Linked DNA regions of Mus musculus: all the other regions are linked to region 4. Evidence: chromatin contacts called from public HiCAR-type and HiChIP or PLAC-seq data. All regions are on one chromosome and are shown on one strand. The core of a region is the stretch at or near the end of the contact, and the rest is flanking DNA. Distances in the headings are between cores, read along the strand shown. Region 1 has its middle 15 kb from the start of Gmpr. Region 2 has its middle 38 kb from the start of Gm33958. Region 3 has its middle 9.7 kb from the start of Gm33958. Region 4 overlaps Dtnbp1 (dystrobrevin binding protein 1).

Evidence for each region. HiCAR-type assays count read pairs that join an accessible place to other places. HiChIP or PLAC-seq counts read pairs in DNA pulled down with a chosen protein or histone mark.
Region 1: an H3K27ac HiChIP or PLAC-seq map of embryonic stem cells shows a contact between it and region 4, with 2.5 times the contacts expected there. The contact joins two enhancer-like sites. A contact is called at or near these places in 1 of 484 Hi-C or Micro-C datasets (bone marrow-derived macrophages), 3 of 115 datasets of contacts at active chromatin or transcription factors (bone marrow-derived macrophages, embryonic midbrain and embryonic stem cells) and 1 of 9 other capture datasets (liver).
Region 2: a contact with region 4 is called in a HiCAR-type map of embryonic stem cells, with 5 times the contacts expected there. The contact joins two enhancer-like sites. A contact is called at or near these places in 1 of 484 Hi-C or Micro-C datasets (embryonic stem cells), 2 of 115 datasets of contacts at active chromatin or transcription factors (both in embryonic stem cells) and 1 of 9 other capture datasets (embryonic stem cells).
Region 3: a contact with region 4 is called in an H3K27ac HiChIP or PLAC-seq map of embryonic stem cells, with 4 times the contacts expected there. The contact joins two enhancer-like sites. A contact is called at or near these places in 1 of 484 Hi-C or Micro-C datasets (cardiomyocytes), 3 of 115 datasets of contacts at active chromatin or transcription factors (acute myeloid leukemia and embryonic stem cells) and 1 of 9 other capture datasets (adipose tissue).

Annotation. Positions count from the first base shown.
Region 1 is chr13:45,490,866-45,494,155 of GRCm38.p6, reverse strand. No RefSeq gene overlaps it. Among named protein-coding and RNA genes, the nearest start is that of Gmpr, 15 kb to the left of the region's middle. Within about 2 kb of position 1,550, at least 11 of the 459 cell types and tissues checked have an H3K27ac peak or open chromatin away from gene starts, as enhancers often do. A contact at or near this core is called in embryonic stem cells, where this site is marked.
Region 2 is chr13:44,360,210-44,363,893 of GRCm38.p6, reverse strand. No RefSeq gene overlaps it. Among named protein-coding and RNA genes, the nearest start is that of Gm33958, 38 kb to the left of the region's middle. Within about 2 kb of position 1,798, at least 24 of the 459 cell types and tissues checked have an H3K27ac peak or open chromatin away from gene starts, as enhancers often do. A contact at or near this core is called in embryonic stem cells, where this site is marked.
Region 3 is chr13:44,408,095-44,411,704 of GRCm38.p6, reverse strand. No RefSeq gene overlaps it. Among named protein-coding and RNA genes, the nearest start is that of Gm33958, 9.7 kb to the right of the region's middle. Within about 2 kb of position 2,139, at least 70 of the 459 cell types and tissues checked have an H3K27ac peak or open chromatin away from gene starts, as enhancers often do. A contact at or near this core is called in adipose tissue and embryonic stem cells, where this site is marked.
Region 4 is chr13:44,938,115-44,941,498 of GRCm38.p6, reverse strand. The region is part of intron 7 of Dtnbp1 (dystrobrevin binding protein 1); the gene reads left to right. Among named protein-coding and RNA genes, the nearest start is that of Dtnbp1, 62 kb to the left of the region's middle. Within about 2 kb of position 1,673, at least 86 of the 459 cell types and tissues checked have an H3K27ac peak or open chromatin away from gene starts, as enhancers often do. A contact at or near this core is called in adipose tissue and embryonic stem cells, where this site is marked.

The DNA of each region.
Region 1 (3,290 bases), core at 301-2,800, 550 kb before region 4:
ATCAGGAACCAATTACATTCTTATATCCTGCCAGTATCCTGTCTGTTGTGACGGGAACCAGCCCAGCATGTCTCTAGGTGAACTCCGCAGGTCAGTCAAACCGCTGTCACTCAAAGCAGTTCTCTCCAATCACAGCAGACACTTTGTAGCGGAGGCGGGCCCATTATGTAAATGAACTGAAAAGCAGCAAAGGTGGAGCACCTGCCCTATGGGAACCATCCGGTTAGACTTCTGCAAGAAGAATATTCATAGCATCTTTATTAATCAATCACACATGGCCTTATTTTACATGCGCTTGTGTTTCAGGACGATTCATGCATAAAGAAACGGTAGGTTCATTTGCCTCACAGCCTGCCGCTCTAGCGCGCTCCTGCCCCACTGGAGCGTGTATAAATCGTACATATATCCTCACTCGGGCATATTACAATATCTTCAGCCCTAGGGATGCTCAGCATGATCCTTAAGAAAACCTTACCGCCATATTACTCACAAGAAAGCACACAGGTCAAAAGAAAAGTAAATAAGCAAACCAAAAACTAAACTGCCGTTAAGCATACCGTGAAGAGACTCTTGCTTACAAGATGAGTGCCAAACAAGAAGGCAGAATATTGACTGCTCCATCCATGAGTGCATACCCCGGGTGGCTCAAGCATTTTGCTGCTCAGTATCTATCTTTAAAGCACAGGGAGGTACAGCCAGCATGGGTTCGGGGACTGCAAATAAATCGTGGCACATAGGTTTTTTTTTTTTTTTCCCAATTGTAGAGAGATTGAGTGAAGAGTGTTTATGGGGCCAAGGTAGAACAAGAGAAACTGGGATCGCTGAGATGGGCTCTCTGGCAAAGATCACATAAGCCAGACAACCTGAGTTTGATCCCCTGGGACTCACAATGGAAGGGAAAAAAACATCTCCCAAAAGTTACCTCCTGATATCCGCGTGTGCATATACACAAGCATTGTGCACCAAAAATAACAATAATAAATAAAATAAAATAATTTAAAGTGGAAGGAGAATCCCTAAAACACATTTTGCTCACACTATCTTATTATATGTAATTTATATGAAGGTTTTTATAGAATTTAAAGGATAAGTTTAAGAAGAAAATTTAAAGATTTAGTCACCATGTGCTAGACCATACATAAGTATTGAAATACCACACTGAACCCCACTGTTATAAGGCATGTAATATATATATAATCAATAAATATATACTATACTAATATAATCAAGGTGAGTTAATAAAGTCAGGAGGTAATAGGAGAGGGTTACTTGATAATATAAACTCTGGCCATAAGAAATGATACATATTTGATTGGAATTCACCTGTAGATTCTAAAACCTGACTCTTCAAGCCAGGATCTCTAGGAATTGGTTTTTGGCTGTTTGCTGTTTCTATCCTGCTCAACCCTTCCCAGGCCAGCCCGGGGGTTCTCTGCAAGCGCACAGGCAAAGCCTGGCCCACTGAGAACTTGACTCCTATGGTAGTTTGAAGATTGGGCCCCACAGGCTCATCTATTTGAATGCTTAGTCATCAGGAAGTCCCACTATTTGAGAAAGAATAGAAGGATTGTGGGGCGTGGCCTTGTTGGAGTAGGTGTGGCCTTGTAGGAGGAAGTGTGCCACTGGACTGAGCTTTGAGGTTTCAGAAGCCCAGAGTAGACCGGCATCTATCTCTCTCTCTCTCTCTCTCAATCTCTTCCCTCTCCCCTGCTCCCCTGTCTGTCTCTGTCTCCTAAACACACACACACACACACACACACACACACACACACACACACACACACACACGTGCTCGCTCCTGCTTCCCCCCTCCCCTTTCCTTCCCTCAATTGCTCTTGCTCTCAATCTTGTTCTCGCTCTTTCTCTGTTTATGGAGAGCTACAACCACAGCACTGACATGACAGCCCATACCATCTGTACCACGAGTTACAGATCAGATGCCCTCTTCTGGCTTCCATGGGAATTGCATGTAGGTGGTACATACATAGACACACATACATTCATACATGCATGCATACATACAGGCAAAATACTCATAAAGTAAACTTTAAAAAAACATATTAATTACCATGCTTCCCTTGATGTCATGAGCCCTGCCCAGCAATTAGACATAGGGTTAAATGTGTTCTTCCTGGGCTGCAAAGGAGGATCCACGGTGCCCTGGCCATGACCTCTGATTCTTAAGGAATTTAGCAATCTAGGAAGGCAAGCGCTAGGCTGCACTGGAATAGGGCAGGTGGGAGCATGGAATGGTACGTCCTCCAGATCTGAAAATCACTTCTCTGTCCTAGGAGGATTTAGAGTTAGAAAAATACCTGAGCGTACCCACCCCATAGTATTCTTTTGATTTTAAAGTATCTGTTCATATTTGGCATCCTTGATGCTTACTGTGCTTAAGAGAATATGGCCACTGGAGCAATAGGTTGGCCAGCTGACTCTAATTTAAAATACAAAGTTGAACAATTGAGTTAGATTTGCTATTTTAAGTTAACCTTCTTACCAGATTTAAGTGCATAAAAAAATATTTATACTTTAATTTATTAGATTTTATAAGAGTTATTTAAACACACGGGGATAGCTTATTTCTTAAGTCAGATAATTGAAGCACAAAAAGGAAATTTAATACTTAATATATTAAATTTAAATATCCAGGGTAACTATGTCAAGAATAATTTAATTTACAGAGAGGACTAACCACTTTTCATAGATTTGCTAGTGTCAGATTGTACTAGACAGAATAATATAATTAGAATTATAAACCTGAAAATTAAAAAAAGTAACTCTTGGCTGGATATGGTGGTTTATGCCTATCATCTCAGCAATCCAGAGATTAAGTCTAGAGTTCAAATCCCTCTGAGCTATGGTAGCAAACCAGGTTATCTCTAATATGAGACTTTGTCTCGAGGGTCAAGAGGTGTTTTGGGTTTTTTTTTGTTTGTTTGTTTGTTCATTTGTTTTAGCTTGAAAATATTACAGATTAATCATCAAACTATGTACTGAGTTGGCCTGATACTGCTTGTATTCAAATGCTAAATTCTGTACACCAAGACTTCGTTGCTATAAGATCCTTGTATAGCAGCTTTTGTTGTATAAACTTGGCCCCCCACCCCAAGTTATCCATGGTTGGTTAATAAAGATGCATACATCCTGTATATGTGCAGAAGGGAGGTAGGTGGGACTTGGGTACTCAGGTTTGGGTTCCTCAGTAGGGACCATGAGGAGGGAGAAGAGAGAGGAGGAAGAAGGAAGGAGTCGCCATGGGGTAAGTGGACCAAGAGCATGTGGCCATG
Region 2 (3,684 bases), core at 549-3,048, 580 kb after region 4:
ACTATCTGGTCAGGGCTAACTCTACGTCAAAGATGGCATTGTCGATGCAAAAACACACCCATGACCTCAAAAGAAGTTAAGAAAGAGAATTTATTCTGAAGCTAAGTAGGAGTGACCATGGCCTGGCAACACAAGTTCAGACTGTCCTAAATTCAACGTTCCAACATGGTAACAATTTGATGGAATTTTTATTGTAACAGAATAAATAAAGTTATAAATCAATGTACTTTTCAAATGCGTTTGGTAGAGACATTAGGTAGGGGGTTAGAGCCAAGCAGGGACACCGGATAACATCTTTAGCCTTTGGGTGGTTTTGCGAATACATTCTAAGAAGTTCTACACTTTAATCACAAGGGTGCTAAGTCAGACACAGGTGGGCAAGGAATGGCCATTAAGGGGCTATCCATAGCCCAAGATAAGCTGTAACTAGGGCTTGTGGCAGAGCTCCTGAGGCCTGTGCTCCTGGCACCCAACACACCCTCAGCTTTATCACTCACCCACTCTGGCAGGATTAATATAAAATTTTACCATTATCTGCTCCTGGGTGTCCATTGTCAGCCCACATTGGATCCCATGAGTGAGAGGCCAGCTTTCACCAAACTGAAAGACAAAGCAGCCACAAGAAAGGCCTTCCTAGTAGCCCCACCCCACCCACATCAGGAGGTCCTGTTCAGCAGGCACAATGGACTCTGCAGCTCTAATGCCTCGTTTGCCTTAAGCAGACACAGGAATTTGCAAATTTTGAAACCAAATTCAATTAACACCCTCCCCTTTGAGGGTATTTCTTTTTTCTTTTCTTTTTTTTTTTCTTTTCTTTTTTGCCCTTCCAAAGTCGTTCACCCCATTTACTTGTGGCAGGTTCTCAGACACAGGCCATCCGGAGTACTGCCCTCACCCTGTGCTTCTTTCTCTGTAGTGAACTAAGAGGTGAAAGGAAGCCCTTTCCAGTCTGGATATTCACAGGAAAGGGCCGAGTTATCCTCCGGAACGCCAGAAGACCTGATCTGACCCCAAACTGTGCCGTGAGAGGAAACAGATGGGAAAAGAAAAGATGGACTTTCAAAAAGAAATCCTTTCTTATGTCAAGAGGATTCTGTAGAGAGCTGTCCCCCCCATCCCCACCCCCCAGTCCCAAGAATGAGGGGTTTCCAGGAAAGCCCTGTGCAGCTGACTAGCCAGCCCTAGCAAACTGGTAGAGTTGCAACAGACTGCATGATGGGGCGTATTACAGTCATCCATCGGTTTTGAAGACGTACTTGGAAATGGTGGTGAGCCAAGCCTTCCCTCTCACTGTTGCTTTCCCCTCCAGAGGTCTCGCTCCGTGTTCATAAACTATTTTAATTCTTCACGTTCACCAAACTTCTGATGAGGCGAAACAGCCAGGTCTTTACGACTGAGTCCTGGTTCCCATCAGCCTGCACCTGATGGGAGAGACAAGCATTCGCGGTTGCTTGTTTTTACAGCAGGGTAGAACTGGCTCAAATGTAAAGCAGATCGGACTGTCCTCAGACAGGGTCACAAGGCTGGATTCAGAGTCTAATAAAAATAGGGGTGAGGGAGTCTTTCAAAGGCCTGGGGAGCATATACATGAGTGAATGTATGTATACATGGGTGTGCTATTTTAATGTTGCTGTTGCAACAAGTGATGCGGTAACTTTAGAGATTTCCTGGGTTCCCTGTGTGTGTGTGTGTGTGTGTTCAATTCAAAAACTAAGCTTTTCTCCGCAGGACAGGAGGTGACTAGAGTTGAGAGTGAAAACTGCTTCCAGCCTGGGTGGCTGGGATCTTTGCCCTGAGAAGTGCAGTGACTGGTTGATAATCCAGTGACGCTCTTGTCGTGATGTGTACCCAGAGGCTGTAGACTGACGGAGGTGGTGGCTTGTGTGCAGGAGATGGTTCAGTTGGTACAGTGCTTGCTCCAGCAATGGCATAAAACAGCCAGGATGACACCATAAGCCTGTAATCCCAGAGATGGGGGAGGTGGGAACAGAAGAACTCCTGGGGTTCAGTAGCCAGCCAATCTGCTTAAGCCAGGGAGTTTCACATTTAGTGAGAGACCCTGTTTCAGAAAATAAGACGGAGAAGAATTGAGGAAGGTCCCTGATGCTGACCTTTGACCTCCATAGTCATACCAACACACACACACACACACACACACACACACACACAGAGACAGAAAGACACACACAGAGAGACAGAGACAGAGAGAGACAGAGACACAGAGACAGAAAGACACACAGAGAGAGGCAGAGACAGAGACACAGAGAGACAGGGAGACAGACGCACAGAGAGAGACAGAGGGACAAGAGAGACAGAGACACAGAGACACATACACTCAGAGACAGAGAGAGACACAGAGAAATAGAGATAGAAACACACACACACACAGACACACACACACACACACACACAGAGGTATAGAATTCAGATTCTTCATGATAGAAGTTTGGGCTTTTGTTTTGTCCCCTGTGCCACGGACTGTCAGTTACACACAGTTTTAAATATGAAAGGCAACTGCCAACTCTGCAGGTTAAGTAAAACCCTCGGAGGTAATAACATGCTGTATAAAAGTATCACATGCTGGTAGGATCTATTCACGAGATACCCATGCTAGAATCTTCTCTCTCTGCAGGCTTGTCTTCCTCTCTCTTCTTCTCAAAGGCTTACTCACTCTATGCTTGTACACGACGACGACCGTTCTCCCCTCTCCGCTCTCGGAGATCTTATTTTGAGCAGCCTCACTGGAGCTGTGTTAAGTAGGCCAACTTTCAAGATCCGCAGCGTCTGTCCTGATCAAAGGGGAGGGTGATTCGCTGATGTTGGCAAAGGGATTATTTCATAGGAAATCCTCACCGTGTCAGTGTGACACGCATTTGGGAAAAAGAAGGCTAGAAGTCACTGGTCCCCGAGCAGCTCCAGAGCTGGGAATCTTTTCCATGGGATGATTTCATTCTTCGTCTGTCCCTCCCTCATTGAAACTGACACCTGGGAAATTCCCCGGCTAATTTGTTTTGCATTGTGATTTTTTTTTCTTTTCTTTTTTTTTTTTTTTTTTTTTTTTTGCCACCATACTGCTCATTAGGAGCCTGGCCTGCAGGTTTATCCCTGTAGCACGACTCCTCTCTGTCTTTCTGATCCATACCTGCTGAATCCTCCATTTCAACAAGGCATAGGTGAATTTGCTTTGCCCCAGGACTGGGCAAGTTGAAAATATTTAAGATTTCTCCACTCTTGCTTCCTCTGATTGAAGAGTAGCCAGGGAAACCAGGATACCTATATCCCTTTAGAATTTGTAGAACCAACCTTGTTAGAGGGAGTCTTATGAATTTGTCACAGTTGACATCTGGCCTGAAGAGGATGGAGCAGTTGCAACACTCAGGGAAGGAGCTATTTAAAATGAATGTATCTACTTCGAGGCATATCCCGTGATGGATTTTTAGCATTTAAAAGACTTGTGTAAGTCTTCATCTTTAAGATCTCTGACCTGTCTCCCTCTTGGGGGCCAGGAAGACAGTGTGTGAAGGCAGGAGGCACTGTTTCAAACACTGGCAATAGCTATGCAGTGTACAATCAAGACAGGTAAGCATCCTGTTAAAATGTAGGCCCCTGAGGTTTGGTGGTGGCCAGGCCCAAAATTCTGCTTCTATGAAGGTGTCAGAGGGTGTTCATGAGTCTAAATGATCT
Region 3 (3,610 bases), core at 890-3,389, 530 kb after region 4:
GTGGGGGGGTGGGGGGGGAGGAGGAGACATGAACAAACAGGTAATCACTCCAGATAGGGTACTGGCAACAGCCCAAAGAACAGATTCTACTCACGTCCCGCTTTGAAGTTTACTGGAGTTTCTTAAAGGCGACATGATTAGCTGTACCACCAAAAAGCTCACTCTAGCCTGGATGCTCTCTATAGCATTAAGGAAAAGTGCAACTCTGGGATTCTCTGTACAACTTGCAGGCAGTTCCCTCGAAGAGCCTCCTCTCTGTAATGATTGTCATGCTGTGTCAGTAACCTTATAGGGAAGGGCCTTAGGAGTCTTTTACCTTTCTGAACTTTCAGAGTCTCCTGAGCTTCCCTCCTCTCCAAGAGGCTATGTTTCGAGCTGGAGAAACTAACTGCACAAGAAGACAGATGGGATCTTAGCAGAGGGAGAAGCTAGGTTGTAGAAGATAGGAGGCTAGAGGGGAGCTTTGAAATTCAGGTGTAGGGAAGGGTAGATGGGGTGAATGGGGCCCAGGGACTCCAGTGCGCATGAATGTCATCACCAGGCTTTCTACCTCATAGGAATAAGAAGATAATAGAGGTGCTCACAGGCGTGACTGACACTCCAGGTGTGGCCATGGCCTTAAGGAGCCAACACAGCCTCCTGGCAGCACGATTCTGGGAGGGCAATGGCCAAGGGGGAGGTTCCAACTCACTTCTTTGCATTCTCAGCAACCATTTTGTAAGAGTCTTCAAGCAACTGCTTATTTCATAAGGGCAGACGTTGAAATGGGATTGGTTCCCTTTGGCCACTGGGCTCTAGGGTTCTATCACCCATTCTGTTCTGAGTGCTACTGAGATTCCAAGTGACTCTATGGGTGGTACAGCCACTCCACAGCCTCTGAGCCCAAGGGATTGCACAGTATCTGCCACCTCCCTGCATTCTTTCTTAGTTCTATGGGAGCCTTTTACCCACAAGGTCTCATGGGCACTTAAAGGAATTGCTTTTTTTCATAATGTATCATGTCTTTCCCCCTCCCCTAACTAGCTCACAGCTTCTCTCTCCCTCCCTCCCTTCTCTCCTTCTTACTCTCTCTCTCAACAAAATTAAAACAAAGGGCGTGGCGGGGGGGGGGGCAAAAAGACAGAACAAAAGAAAGCAAGAAGCTCCCCCTGCCACCCCCAAACCAACAACATGGAGTCTGTTTTGTGTTGGCCAACTGCTTCCTGGGCATAGAGCCTGTCTGAGTGTGGTTGATAAACCCAGGGCCACTCCACTGTAGCAAGCAGATTTCCCCTCTCCCAGGAGTTCTCAGTTACAAAGAGCTTCTCAGTTAGAGGTGGGACCCTGTGTCCACTTCTGCTCTCAGGGCGGCCATTTTGTCTGATTTGAACACGTGCAGGTTTTGGGTCTTCTGCCACAGTCTCTGTGAGTTCCTATTGGTCCTGTTGCGTCTGGCAGACACTGTTTCTTTAGAGTCTTCCTCTACCTTTGGCTCTTAAAATCTTTCTGTTCCTCTTCCGCGTTGATCCCCGAGCGTGGAGGGAAAGGGTTTGATAGAGCATACCATGTAGGACTGGGTGCTCCAAAGTCTCTCATCCTCTGCGCCTTGTCCAGTGGTGGATCTCTCTGTTAAGTCCCATTTACCACGAGAAGACGTTTCTTTGGTGATGGCTGAGTGATTCACAAATGTACCTCAAGCGTGCGTATATACAACCAAGGTGACATTGGCTGCCGGCAAAAGCCAAGCCCTAGATACAGTAAATGGTTTTTAAAAGCAACAGAAAGGACAGTGAATGTGAACACCTACAGGCAGTGCACAAAGTGAGTATGGGTGTGACCACCTCTAGGGACCCTAGCTCAAGAGAAATTGAGCACCAGACCCTGGGGTTTGTCTGAGGGTGAGGGGGGAGAAGACAATAGAAGATGGGAGCTCCAGATTAGCACAGACTCCTATCTTCAACGCCTGCTCCTTCCCGAGCACAGCTGTCCTCTTGCTTCAGAGACTCCGGCAGAACACGCCTGCTCCTTAGGCCCTTGTTAAATACTCTGTCACATGGAGAAATTCTCCTGCAGGCAGGTGAGTCAGAGTTCACAGCTGCTAGATGGGAACTCTCTGTTCTGGTCTGGACAGGAAGCATATGCCAAACCTGAGCAAAGTCCTCTTGAAATCTCCCCTGGGAGCCGCCTGGCAGTGGCTCTCTAGCCCGGAGCTTGGCCCGGGAGGAGCAGGAGTCTGTCTTGTTTGCATTTCTACAGGCACAAACTGATTGCTAAATTGAGCGGTGGGCGCTGGACCCGGGGTTGTTAATTTCCAAAGAGAGCTGAGAACTCTGGTGAGGTTTTGAAGGGCTCTTTGGAGCAAAGTACACCTGTGTGTCCATGGGGACTTAATCCCTGAGGTTTGGGGTTAGCCAAAAGCTGAGGTTGATGGGATTTCACATTCCTGAGAGGCAGTAACTCCGAAGTTTATATATAGTTTCCCAACCACACGGTTCCAGGAATCCAGTGGGTGCCTGGTTAGAAACCTGAGCTGTTAGACTTGGGACTTTTTTTTTTTAAATCTTAACCACTGTGCTAGATCCTTTGATAATTCCAGATGAGTGAACTCCACCAGGGACAACCTTGAATGCTCTCAGGAAGGGCCTGTTTGGCTTTGTGTGTGTGTGTGTGTGTGTGTGTGTGTGTGCGCGCGCGTGCAATATCCTAGGAATCCACAGGTTGAGATAAATAGGACCATGAATGATAAGACACACAAGGTTAGTCATTAGTGTTACCCAAGCCTCAACCTTCTATCTGCTTGGTGACCTTGAGTTAATCCTTTCACTCACTGGGAATGTGAGTTGATATCAGCACAGAGGCTGCCAGAGGTCACTTCGGGGAAGAAAGCTCTGAACTACTCCTAAGGAAAAGGAAGATAAAGGATGCACTGGGAGAACTTCTGGGATGGCATAATCGGTCCATTAGTCTCATCGGGAGCGCAGAGACCACCCAGGAGCTCCAGTCTCAGAGCGTACAGTCTTACATGAGAATTCCAGACTTCAGAACCCACAAGCTCTCCTACCTAAGCGCTGTCAATGGACTTTCAACTTGAATTATCTTGGTGTGGGCTGTGGGAGATAAAGCTATGTTAGGTCTGGACCAGTTCTAAGCTGGAGAGGGGGCTTGAAAGTAGTTCTGTCCACTGAATTACCTCATATTCAGGCTGCATTTGAATGGAACATTTGCATATCTACACTGCTTTCCCCTAGTGCAAGATCTCTCCAGACTTTCAAAAGGTACTGACTTCCCCAGCCAACTAGAACCCTTTCTTTGTCCTTGGCTAGAAAAGGCCAGTTATTAAGAAACCCAAATGGTTTCTCATTTTTTGTTTTGATGTGTTCTGTTTAATAACAGTTGGGTCTGACCTATTATATTCTTTTTGTGTCCATTGCCTCTTTCTCATATTTTTGTTTATTTATTTATTTATCTTTGAGGCAACCTTAGGTATCAACTGCTGTTGATCATACTCAATATGGATGCAGAAAGGTAGAATGCTGCATAACGTCCATGGTGGTCTGCAGCGGAACAAGAAAGGCTGCTTTGAGAGCAGGTTTCTAGGTGTTTCTGTCTCCCCTGCTCTCTAGGAAAATTC
Region 4 (3,384 bases), core at 424-2,923:
GGTCTTCAACAGTTCATTGAGTATAGCAGCAAGATTATACAATTACCTTTCAGTGTATACTTGAACATTCTAATGCATTTTACAAGTTGTTATTGCTATAGAACAATATCTCCAAAGATGCCTTTCTGTTTGTAATTGCAACTTTAGACAAACATAATCAGTTTTTTGTCTGTAGATTTTTCTGGTTATTTCATGTAAATGGCACATATTATATATGTTCACTTGGCTTCTTTTGTTTACATTTGTGTGGAGATAGATGTATATTCCGACAGTTACCTGGTACTTCATTTCCTTTTGTGAGTAACATTACTATAAACATAAACTATCGGACTGGAGAGATGGCTCAGCGGTTAAGAGCCCTGACTGCTTTTCCAAAGTTCCTGAGTTCAAATCCCAGCAACCACATGGTGGCTCCCAGCCATCTGTAATGAGATCTATGAGATCTGACGCCTTCTTCTGGTGTGTCTGAAGACAGCTATAGTGTGCTTACATGTAATAATAAATAAACCTTTAAAAAAGAAAACATAAACTATGGAGATCTTCATTTATCGTGGGTAGATCTTAGGATAGACGTTGCTGAGGTGTGTGCTGAGGTTTGCTTACCACTCCTTAGAGAAGTCGCTGATTTTCCCAGGACGGCACTGACACTTTGCATCCCTGCTAGCAGTGTGGTGCAGTTGCAGCTTCTGCCTCTCCGGGTCTGCACGGGGTAGTGTGATTTGTTCTGGTTTTGCACTGCTGGGGTTTGACCAAGGATACCACATGCTCAGGAAGTGCTCTCTTAGGGAGCTGTCCCTGAGCCTTTACCTGCCTTCTTAGACTAGAGCCACAAGAGTGAGTGTGTGATAGCTCTGATGTGGATGGCTGACTAATCACCACTGCTATTGGGCGTTTACAATGCTAACAATACGAAGGCTGGCAAGGCCAAGTCACTGGTGATAAGCCTTTGAGACTAATGCTCCGTGTTAATACTTTCTCATCAGTGCCAGTGTCTCTGAGAGAATCAACTTCAGTTCAGGAAGGATTTATTTTGGTTCATTGTTCAAAAATAAATAAATAAATAAATAAATAAGGCTGTTTGCCAGGGAAAACATCCCAGTGAGTTAGTTCAGTTGGATCTGTGGTGACAGGCAGGAAGCAGCAAGTTGGGGGTAGACTAGAATAGTTACTACCATTAAGACCCCATTCCCAAGGGCTGGAGAAATGGTCCACCTCTTAGGAGCATTTACTGCTCTTCCGGGGGACTCAGGTTCAATTTCCCACACCCACAAGGCAGCTAATTCCACTTCTAAGTAATTTTATGCTCTCTTCTGGGCTCTTAGGTGCTCTGTATGCATGTGATAATGCTTTAGAAAACAAACAAACAAACAAACAAAAACCATCTTCCAGAGGTCACTTCTAAGTAGGCCCCATTTCAAAAGCCTTTCCAAACTCTCAAAACAGCCACCAACTGGGAATTAGTGTTCAAACCCTGTGGGGACATTTTACTTCCAACCATGATATCCTTGTTCCACAAGGCAGCCAGTCTCTGCCTCCTGGTCTGAGCCTTCCCACAGTTTCTAATTCCTGGTCCATTCTGTGAAGAAGTCACTGCTGCATGCTCTACTGTTGCTCTACTATTGTGCACTGAGCTTCTCCGGGGACGCAGCTTCTTCATCGTGCGGGGGCTGTTTCCTCAGAGAATGTGAGCAGACACACCCTTCTCCCATGACTGTCCTGGGAGAGTGTTTTCCTTACAGCAATGCAAAAGCAACTGTTCATTTACTATACCAGTTTTGGATCTGGATATATATGATTTATTTAATTCCAAAGATGGGAGGAGAAAGACCACCAGCTCAAATCATCTTGTCCAAATTAATTAAAGCAGGCAAATAATTAAAGCAAGCTTGTTTTAGGCGTGTACAAGACAGCCTCCTCCTAGGGCGGGGTTCTAGAGGTCAGCCTTGGGTATGAGGAAGACAAAGCTCTTATGACTCAGTGGTCAGGAATTTCCAAATGGAGGATTTGGCGGGCAAAATAGGTGGGGTTACAGAAGCAGAAAATAAGCATAGCAAGTCAGTTATGACAGCCCCTGAAACAAAGACTGCCCTAACCGCAGGCAGTCATAACAAGGTAGCCATACCAACCCTTTCAAAACAAAGGTAGAGCTGCAAGATGGTGGTTAACCCTTTGAAACAAAGGCCTGCCTGCCATTCCTGGAACAGACAGTTGAATACCATGTGTAGTTAAGGTTACAGGTGGGCATAGCCCAGTCCTTGAGAAACAGAAGTTTCATCACAAACAGCAGTGAGCCTAGTTTGTCTTTACTGTAAGATGGCTTTTAAGCCTAAGACAGAGGCAGACTAGTTCTTTAGTTTGCCAATATTTTTCTTGTATAGGGATTTTCAGTGCATTTTGAAGTATAAATAAGACCTTTTGTTTTGATGGAGGTTTTGGTTGGTTGATTAGTTTTGAGGTAAAATCTCTCTAGGTAGGCTTGGTTGGTGTGTACTTTCTATGTAAAGTATGTTGGCTTCAAACTTGTTATACCTCTCTCTATCTCTGCTTCCTGAATCTGGGATTACTGGCATGAACCACAGTGCTTAGCTTCAAGTGTTTTCATTTTGACAGTTTCTTTTAATTTTTTTTTTTTAATCTGCCTTCTTTCCATATCCTAGAACTCTGCTTCACTCGAGACTGAGGCTCTCCTGTTCTGTTTAGAGGTTTTTGTAATTGTCAGGTTCCATTTGGATGGGAGGTCATAGAAAGCTGTGTGAGGGAGTAGTGTTTTAGCTCAGAGAGGGGCGAATACAGTGTGTGGGTGAAACGCCTCGTTTGCCTATCTGGGTGCAGTTCTTAGGCTGGAGCACAGTACTGCTCCTGGAAGTACTGCATGGAACCATCTCTGCTAAATTAGCCATAGACAGAGAGTATGACCAGAGTGGCTCCACTCTGCCTTCCAGAACAGAAGTGGGTCAAAAGCCAGCTCTGGTAGCTCATATCTGTAATCCAAGCATGTGGAAGGCTGAGGCAGGGGTATTGCCATGAGTTTGACATCAGCCTTAACATCAACAACAAGAAAAGTGTGCATAGTTTGGGGAAAGATCATTGCTGTTTAGGAGGCTGTTGACCAGGCTCAAGAAATACAGTCAGCTTCGGCCTGCAGGAATTAGAACAGTCGAGCCTGATTGTTTGAAATCTCTCAAGATGGTAAGTGGGTTAGATCATAACAGTGTCTGTGGCTTCTACCCCATCCACTAGGAAAGGAGGAGCTGCTTCCAAACCTCCACACAGCAAGTCATTTTAGACCTCTCCAGGGCTGGCTTGCTTCCCTCTTCAGAAGATCTTTGGGGTGGGTGTGGGGATTGGAAGCAAGTAGGTTGTTAATCCATGTATCATTTTTTA